Linked DNA regions of Ovis aries: region 2 is linked to region 1. A link is a contact called in public Hi-C data. All regions are on one chromosome and are shown on one strand. The core of a region is the stretch at or near the end of the contact, and the rest is flanking DNA. Distances in the headings are between cores, read along the strand shown.

What was found. A called contact is a pair of places that touch in the nucleus more often than the background predicts.
Region 2: a Hi-C map of liver shows a contact between it and region 1, with 3 times the contacts expected there. The contact joins the promoter of TRIM66 here to the promoter of TMEM9B in region 1. A contact is called at or near these places in 5 of 16 Hi-C or Micro-C datasets (hypothalamus, liver, muscle and 2 more).

The regions. Positions count from the first base shown.
Region 1 is chr15:43,335,470-43,339,809 of ARS-UI_Ramb_v3.0, reverse strand. TMEM9B (TMEM9 domain family member B) reads right to left here and starts at 2,240. Exons shown (of 5, transcript XM_060399934.1): 1 at 2,054-2,240.
Region 2 is chr15:43,585,557-43,589,896 of ARS-UI_Ramb_v3.0, reverse strand. TRIM66 (tripartite motif containing 66) reads right to left here and starts at 2,022. Exons shown (of 20, transcript XM_060399936.1): 1 at 1,674-2,022. It overlaps RPL27A (ribosomal protein L27a), which reads left to right and starts at 1,588. Exons shown (of 5, transcript XM_004023015.5): 1 at 1,588-1,613; 2 at 2,012-2,075; 3 at 2,493-2,568; 4 at 3,153-3,327; 5 at 4,208-4,340. The coding sequence starts at 1,611. The coding sequence ends at 4,336. It overlaps LOC114118580 (small nucleolar RNA SNORA3/SNORA45 family), which reads left to right and starts at 2,737; the gene lies at 2,737-2,866. LOC114118581 (small nucleolar RNA SNORA3/SNORA45 family) reads left to right here and starts at 3,980; the gene lies at 3,980-4,108.

The sequences.
Region 1 (4,340 bases), core at 991-3,490:
AGGTGACTGGCCTGAGGGAAGAGGAAGACCGGGAAAACTGCCCCTTTATAAAGGATTTAAACTTCCCCAAAGCACGACTCTCTCTGAGGTTGCCCATGAGCCTTTTCGCATGTACTTTTCTTTTCAAAACTTTTTATACTCTTTACCTTCTGCCTCCTTGCCTGCTTTCATTCTTGACTAGGCAGGTAAGACTAGGGACTCTAGCCCTAAGTGTTGGCTCCTGTGGTCCAGTGCTTAGGACTCCCCATCTGGGAAACTAAGATCTGGCTTCCAGCCACCGCGGCTGCTGCTTGCTGCAAGCTGCCGCTTACTGCTATGAGCATCAGAAATCAAGGGGATGAGAAGAGCCAAGAAATGGAGCAGGGCAGAAGGCCACAACTTCACCTCTCCTATAGTTTGGATCCTCCCTTACCCACTAAATCAACAAGAAAAGAGAAGGCAACAAAGGGGCTAGGAGATCCTGGAGGGAGTGAGGTGAGGATATGAGGCCGGTGATAGACTCTGTTCAATTCAGTTCAGTCGCTCAGCTCAGTCGTGTCCGACTCTTTGCGACTGCATGAATCGCAGCCAGGCCTCCCTGTCCATCACCAACTCCTGGAGTTCACCCAAACTCTTGTCCATCGAGTAGGTGATGCCATCCAGCCATCTCATCTTCTGTCGTCCCCTTCTCCTCCTGCCCCCAATCCCTCCCAGCATCAGAGTCTTTTCCAATGAGTCAACTCTTCGCATGAGGTGGCCAAAGTATTGGAGAGACTCTGTAGGTCCTTCCTATTGAGAAGGAAGGCTGCCAGGAGAGGCAAGTTCCTACAGTGGGAAGGGAATCTGTTAAGAGATGAGTTGAGAGGAGTTAGTTCCTAAGAGGTAAGGCGCCTGTGAGCTGGGCCTTCCTATATGGGCTTGGGGAATTTCGCAGGGTGGTCCGTGAGGCTGGTGAAGGGTGACGGTAGACTGTCAGAGCTTAAGTGTAAAGCTCAAGTTAAAAGCTCTCAGAGTTGGAAAGGCTGTAAAGTTGGAAGTGGGTCCTGTCAGGGCTGGGAAGGGAAATTTAAGGGGCCAGACATGCTGTCCGGGCCCGTCTGGACCAGGTGGGGCGGGGTAGGGTGTCAGCGCCCGGGGTGGGAGGGGGTGGGGGCGGGGGCTGTCCGGCTGTCAGGGATGGGGGGCGGGAGTGCCATCCGGCGGTCCGGAGGGTTCCGGGCGGGGGTCTGCCAGGGCTGTGACGCTAGGGATCGGGCTGGCAGGGCTGGCAGAGGACTGGGGTGGGGCTCAGGTGGACAAGGCCGGAGGTAGAGGAGGAGCGCCGGTCGGAAGCGAAGGCTGGGCGGGACTCACCTTGGCGGCGTCTGACAGCTGCACCAGCAGCAGCACCGAGAGCGCCAGGCAGGACAGGCTGAGCATGGAGGCGAGACGAAGGAGGCCGGCCCACAGGGTCGCCATCGCAGCCAGGCCCAGCAGTCGCCACAGCCGGAGCCCCCGGGACCAGCTCCGGGCCGGGCTCCGGCTCGGGCTCCTCCGCCCGCACTTCCGTCTGGGCCCTTGCGTCACGGGCCGCGCCGGGTCAGCTACAAAAAGCATTCGACCCGGAAACGGTTCCCGGTGCGGAGGCCGCGAGGCTCCGCCGTGCCCTAGAAGCTTAGGCGGCCTGTCGCGGGGACAACCTGCGCTCGGCGGAGCTTCGAGGCTCTAGGATGTCTTTCCCCGGCACAGAAGCAGCCGGGCCGCGGACCGCCAGTGAGCTGGGAGGTCCTTCCATCCAGGGAGGCAAGCCTCTCCCGCCCAGCCCCCGCAGAAAGCCCGGGCTGTCAGATCCTCTAGCAAGTCCGGGGTTCACCAGAGCGACCCCTGCGAGGCCGGAGCCGTTCGTTGGCAGCCTTAGGAGGACGGAGTGAGCCCCAGCCTCAGGAATTGCTGAGAGGCGGCCCGTCCCGGCCGGCGCAGGCGGGGTGGGTGCTAAGCTTGGGAACAGGTATGATACCGACAGAGCCATCCCTTCCCCGGAAGCCCACTCGCAGTTAGAGGGTCGAGGGGTCCTCTCTGGCACTTTGGTACTGACCTGCGGCCCACTCGCCTCCCGGAAACCGTTCCCGGGGAGGCTGCTAACAATCTGTGGGCTGCCTTCGTGTGTGTGGCCTCCGTCTGGGGCTCCTCGCTGCCCTTCCGCTGGGGGCTGACCGGTTAGGCCCGGCCTGCCGCCAGGAACTGGGCCACAGCAGAGGGGCTGGGCCGGGCCGGGCCAGGCCAGGCTCCGGAAGTTGTAGAGTTGGCGAAAGAATCTCCCTAGAAGCCGCCTCCGCTCAAGATTTCAGAAGATGGGGGATCACGGTGCTACAATCCTGTTCAGGGCTGCTGGCTCCTAACTCAAAACTGGGGACCGCTGATGATCTATCCCAGAGCGGGTCATCCTGAAGGATAATTTGGAAGAACCCTGGAGATGGTACAGTCTCTCCAATTAAAATATTTTTCAGTTAGTAGTGGAAAGGGCATAGTAAAGATTTTGGTCCAAACACTTCCTTTTTCTGGGCTTAATATGAGGGGATTGAACTCTCATATGTGGGTTTCAAATTTTGCTTTCATGGAATACCCGTGTTTCTTCCTCTAAGCAAAACTTTAAAGTGGTCTTTTCCTAGTTTGTGGAAATGCCTTAATAGATAGAATTTTCTCAGTATTTTTCTCACGTGTGATTCTTGTTGCTGCTAGACTAACACAAGAAGGTGTCTGATATTATGCCAGGTATTTTTAGACCCTTTCAGTCCCAAACGGCAGCACTAGATGACCTTTCACAGGCCCCTCCAGGCTGCCCTGTCAGTTTCCTTGTCAGATTTTCTTAGTGGGTATCCTACTGGCCAGTGTCAAATGTGTCTGACCTTAATGCACTTGTGGATTCGTGATTGCTAAAAGCTGTCTCATCAGCAAGTTTGGGATCAGTTTAGGGATAGCTGTCCAGGTCTGGATCTGAAGGAGTGCTTTTACTCTTTGGCTAAAACCTCAGAGGCCTTCCCTTCAAATTTGTTCTCAGGGCCCTGATTGGGGGCACAGAGATCTAGAGGAATATATAGTAGTGCCTCAGCAAGTACACTCAGTCTGGGCAGAATTTGAGTTACACTGTCTGACATTGGTAGCCACTAGCCCCAGGTGGCGACTGAGCACTTGAAGTGTGACTGACTGGAACTGGGATGCACTATAAGTGTAAAAATGTACTGAATTTCAAAGATTTAACATAAAAATCATATTAAAATATCTCATGTTAACCGTAAACTCAGTGTTTTTATATTCAGGTTGAAATATTTTGGATGCGTTAGGTTAAATAAAACATTAAAACAATTTCACTTTTTATTTTTACCTCTTAAATGTAGCTACTAGGAAATTTAATGTTTATGTTAGACATACCTGTTCTAGAATGTAAGATGTGGCTGCCCAGAGTAGAGTGTGACTGTATGATGATTGGTTGCCTGGCTAGAGTCTGAATGAAGACTCAGACCTGGGTAAGGAGAAGGGCAACAGCTGAACTGGCACAGCTAGAGCCCAGGACTGGCGGGGGTTGGGGGGTGGGGGCGTATATGGCATGAAACATAAAATTCCAGTGATCCAATGGAAGTGGAGGAGTTGGTTCTCATTCTGCCCTACTCATACCTAGATAACTCCTGCTTTCCCCTTAGGTCAGAGGTCTTCTCAACTAGAAAAGCTTCCCTAACTTACCTGCATTTCCATCTGTATTTGTGCAGATTTGTTTCCTAATCTAATCCGTTACAAAAAAATTATGTTTTCATATCTGCCTCTGAACTCCCAACCTCCACCCAAACTTGGCAGTCTTTGAGGGCAAGGGTTTTCATTATCTTTGTACCTAGAGACTGCTGCTGCTGCTGCTAAGTCGCTTCAGTCGTGTCCGACTCTATGTGACCCCATAGATGGCAGCCCACCAGGCTCCCCTGTCCCTGGGATTCTCCAGGCAAGAACACTGGAGTGGGTTGCCATTTCCTTCTCCAATGCATGAAAGTGAAAGTGAAGTCGCTCAGTCGTGCCTGACTCTTATCGACCCCATGGAGTGCAGCGTACCTGGAGATTGGGATAGAGTAAAAACCAATAAATGTTTGTGGGGACCTGGAAAAGGGAAAAATAGAAGAGGCTCCTCTGGTCAGTCTCTAAGAACCAGGTACCGACAGTACTTGAATCCCTGCTTCCTTTGTGACCATGAGAGGACGATGCTGAGATACCCTAAGAAGTGCATGTGGGATCTGGGCACCATAGTAGGTCAGTCAGTTCAGTCACTCATTTGTGTCTGACTCTTTGCAACCCATGGGACGTAGGAGAGGGAGATTTCTGACCTAGGATCTTCCTAGACC
Region 2 (4,340 bases), core at 773-3,272, 250 kb before region 1:
ACTCAAGATAAATTCACCCAAGACTGTGTACTATGAAAAGTTAAGAAGGGGACAGGCAGAAGGCTGAAGAACACCAATATTTAAATGGCGGATAAAATTAGAAGAACCTGAAGGGAAGACAGAGGAAGGCAAGAGATGAGCTAGAAAAAGAAGTCAAATGGGTAAAGTAAAACAGAAAAAACAAGTGGTATGAGGAAGGGGCCATTCAGTTTGGTCTCTGGTTAATTGATGACATTGGTAAGAGCAATTTCACTGAAATAATGGGGCTGAGAGCCAGACTGCAGTGGATTGAACAATGAATGGGAAGCTAGCATTAACAGGATTTGTTGACTATTCTTTTGGGGAGCCTGGCTGAAAAGGAAAGAGGAGAGGTAATAAACAGAAACAGGGAGAATTTAGGATACTTTAGCTAAACTATATTTTAGCTGAAGGGAACAAGGCACAGAAAATTCGCACACACAGCACATACTAGAGTTAACTGAGGAAGGTGATCCTGAACACTGGTTAAGACTTAAAACGGGAAATACGCCTCTTCCACTTTAGTCTACAAAGGGAGGTGAGGACAGGTGCATTCATTCACTTAAGGATCATTTGTTGAACACGTACTTCATGCCGGGAGCTAGGAGTGCCTGGGTAAAAGAAAACAATCCTCCAGCCTTTAAGGAATTTGGTATGGTAGGAAAGATAAACACGGATCAACAAGTAGAAGAGTTTTGCGGTAGATTTTAAGCACAGTGGGGAGAAGTAAGCAACTATAACTGAATGAGTCAGAGAAGTTCTACAAGAGGAGACTCTTGCAGAGTCCAGATCAAGGAGTGGTTCTCCGGGCCAGAAGACGAGGTCATGAGCATGCTAAGCAGGTTCCAGTGAAAATTAAAATGGACGGGTAGAATTACAGTCTGGAGAACAAAGGACCCTAAAGCATCCTGGTGTAGAGGTCCCTAAAAGGAGCTTGTTTAAACGGAAATGCCCAGGACAATGGCACAAGGGCAAAGGAGAAAGGAAGACCTTGAGCCCACTCAGGAGTGTGGGCCGAGCAAGTCCCAGAGGGTGGTAGAGACATCTACGAAGACTTGAAAGGGAGCAGAGAGAGAGACCGGGTGGGCACACTGAGGGTCAAATAGTCCCTCAATGCAGCAAGCAACCGCTACCGCCCGGGCCAAGACGACCTCCAGGAACACAGCGAGAAGCGCGGGGTCGCTCAGGTATGGGGCGGTTGGTGAGGAGCTGAGAAACACGGTGGCCCCGGCCGACTCCGGGGCCTTGGCGCTGGGAAAAAAGCCCGGCCCAACAAAGCCGCAACCGAATGCACTTTAAGGCGCCAAACCCCGCCTTCCGAGACAGATATCAGCCTCTGAGCGCGAGCGCCCGCGGGACATCACAGAAACGATACACGGCACACTGCAGCCTCCGGAACAGCTCTGTAATTAACAGGGAGGCCACCGGAAAAGGAAAACGCAAGACCCGGAGTCGCGCGAGACCCGCGACGCCAAAGAGGCCCCGCCCGCGACCCTGCCTCCCAGACAGGAAGTGAGGCGATAACTCCGCCCCCGTGCTCGATAGATCGCGAGACTTCGGGGAGGCTTTCCTCTTTCGTCTAGGCCGCCGACATGGTAGGTGGTTCGTGAGGATGGTCCGCGTAGTCGTAGTCTCAACCCGCGAGCTTTACTCACCAAGCACTCCAGCCATCTACTCCCGAGCTTGCCCTGGTCTTCTAAGGCTGCGCAAGGCCAGCCGCGGGGCGGAGTGGCCGGCATGGGCCCGGAGCAGGGCGGGGAAGCTAGGGCCGCGTGTTCATCCAGGAACTTGGATTCTCGAGACACGCGGGCCGGGGCGCCCGGGCTCTTCCCTGATGAGGCCGCACGGTTCCAGGCGTGGCTTGTAACCTCAGTTTTGCTGACGGCGCCACGGAGCAAACCCCTAGGCTTGCGGGTCCCTCACAGACTGGCACGCTTTCGCCCCCTGCCCCGCTTCTCTTCGGCCTTCTCATTAAGTACCTTTTCCCATACAGCCATCCAGACTAAGGAAGACCCGGAAACTTAGGGGCCACGTGAGCCACGGCCACGGCCGCATCGGTAAGTGCTGTTTCCCCATTCTGGTCGACCTTGGACTGTCCCTGCCGGCTGCTTGCTTGTCAGTAGGTAGCTAAGTGAAGTGGGTTTGTCAGAGCTCATGCGGTCGAGTTGGATTGAACTGGATCATTAGCTGTTGGCTTTTTATTTGAGAATCTTCTGTGCTCCTGTTACAGAGAATGAGTTGGGGGGTTGGAAATGGAACGAGACCCAGTATTGAATTGGTTGAAGGCATGAAGTACTGTGTTAGTGTTATGTGGAACACTGCAAAGTGATATTTATCCCAAGAGTCTTGAAGGAGCAACATTGCTGGAAGAGATATTAAACAAAGGCCCAGAAGTATGGGGAAATGCTTTTGCTACAATAATATTGACGGGTTGGAGAAGGCTATTTTAGCCATGTAGCTATGTGTTCCTGCAGGCAAACACCGGAAACACCCGGGAGGCCGAGGTAATGCTGGTGGCATGCATCATCATAGGATCAACTTCGACAAATAGTGAGTGGTTTTCACACTGTCCTACTGACACTACTAGTTTGGGATTTAGGGGTAGAGGGTAGGTAAAGAAAGACTTCAGCGGGAAGCAAGTCTCACTACTCACGAACCTTGTCTATTGCTGGTTTTTCTCTAGTTTATGTTTGATGTGAGCTGAACTTGTCATCACTTGTCGAGGCTAGAGTCACGCTTGGGTATCCACTGTTGCCTTAGTGTGCTAGAGTCCTCGAAGAGTAACTGCTGACCTTATTCACTGGCTGTGGCCCTTATGGCATAGTCAGTCACCAGGTTAGTGACATGCATCAGGTCGACTTACACAGCCTTTAGATCTGTTTATGCCCACAGTTTATCGGGGTGGTATTAAAACTACTTGTTAGGAGTCTGGTGTGATAGGAGGGTGTAGAAGCTCTCAAGTGACCTGAATTCTAGTGTTAAGATTTGTTTTACTCGACAAGTGGAGTTCCTGCTAGGTTGGTGTTCTGCACAAGTGAACAGTGTACACTGAAATGGAGGGAAATGGACTGTGAAGATGGAAAACATAGCTCAGTTGGAGTGAGGTAATGAACATGGTTGCCTTGTTTTCCCAGTCACCCAGGGTACTTTGGGAAAGTTGGTATGAGGCATTACCACTTAAAGAGGAACCAGAGTTTCTGCCCGACTGTCAATCTTGATAAATTGTGGACCTTGGTTAGTGAGCAGACACGAGTAAATGCTGCCAAGAACAAGACAGGAGCTGCTCCTATCATCGATGTGGTTCGATCAGTAAGTGACTATTTTTACCTTTTATGTGCCTTTCAAAATTCTGCATAATATACACCCAGCTACCTACTAGACAGTCCATTCAGTAGAACTTCCATGGGTAGGCACTGAACAGAACTGAACTCTTGTTCAGTTGTGATCATGTAAAACCTTTGAAGAGTGATACTTTACTCTGCTTCATTTACTTCATTTTTCACTTGAATTTTTATCTGATCAGATATCTTATTCCTACTGTCAATACCCTGGTTTCCCATCCGAACGTAAGTAGTAATTTACTTTAGCTGGCTCTGGTCTGTTTTACACAAGACTACAATGAGGCACAGCCCTTCACCCTTCATGTTCTAATAAAATACAGTCCTAATATGTTCAGTTGATATTTAAGGCCAAACATTATCTGAAGAGATCCCACCCTGCACCCCAAAAAGGCATTTTTGTATATTATTAGGAGTCTGGTCCTTGTGTTCCTTACCCTCCATGGATATGGAGGTAGTCAGAACCCTGAGGAGACTTTGAGTAAAGTTAAAATTGCCTTTCTCAGCCTGTTCTTTGAGCAGTTCTGATGACCCTGGCTTCTTGGGACATTATTAGAAATGTGATTTTTTCCTTTTTTGCTTATCAAGTGGTAATTGAATAGGAAAAGGGGGTTTGAGCTCTGTCCGAGACTAGAGTCACATCCCGACAGCTTTTGTCCTGGTGTGCTAGAGTACTCGGATAGAACCTGCTGGTCTTGATTCACTGGCGAGGGCAATCGGTGCCCCCGTGAGTGCCCAGATCAGAAACATGCCTTCCCTGGCTCCTAGATGGAGTGGATTGACAGGACTCTTTCTTTATACTCTTGGTGACTGCCGTGGTGCATTATAAACCCTTTTCTCTGTTTTTCTAGGGTTACTACAAAGTTCTGGGGAAAGGAAAGCTCCCAAAGCAGCCTGTCATCGTGAAGGCCAAATTCTTCAGTAGAAGAGCTGAGGAGAAGATTAAGAGTGTAGGTGGGGCTTGTGTCCTGGTGGCTTGAAGCC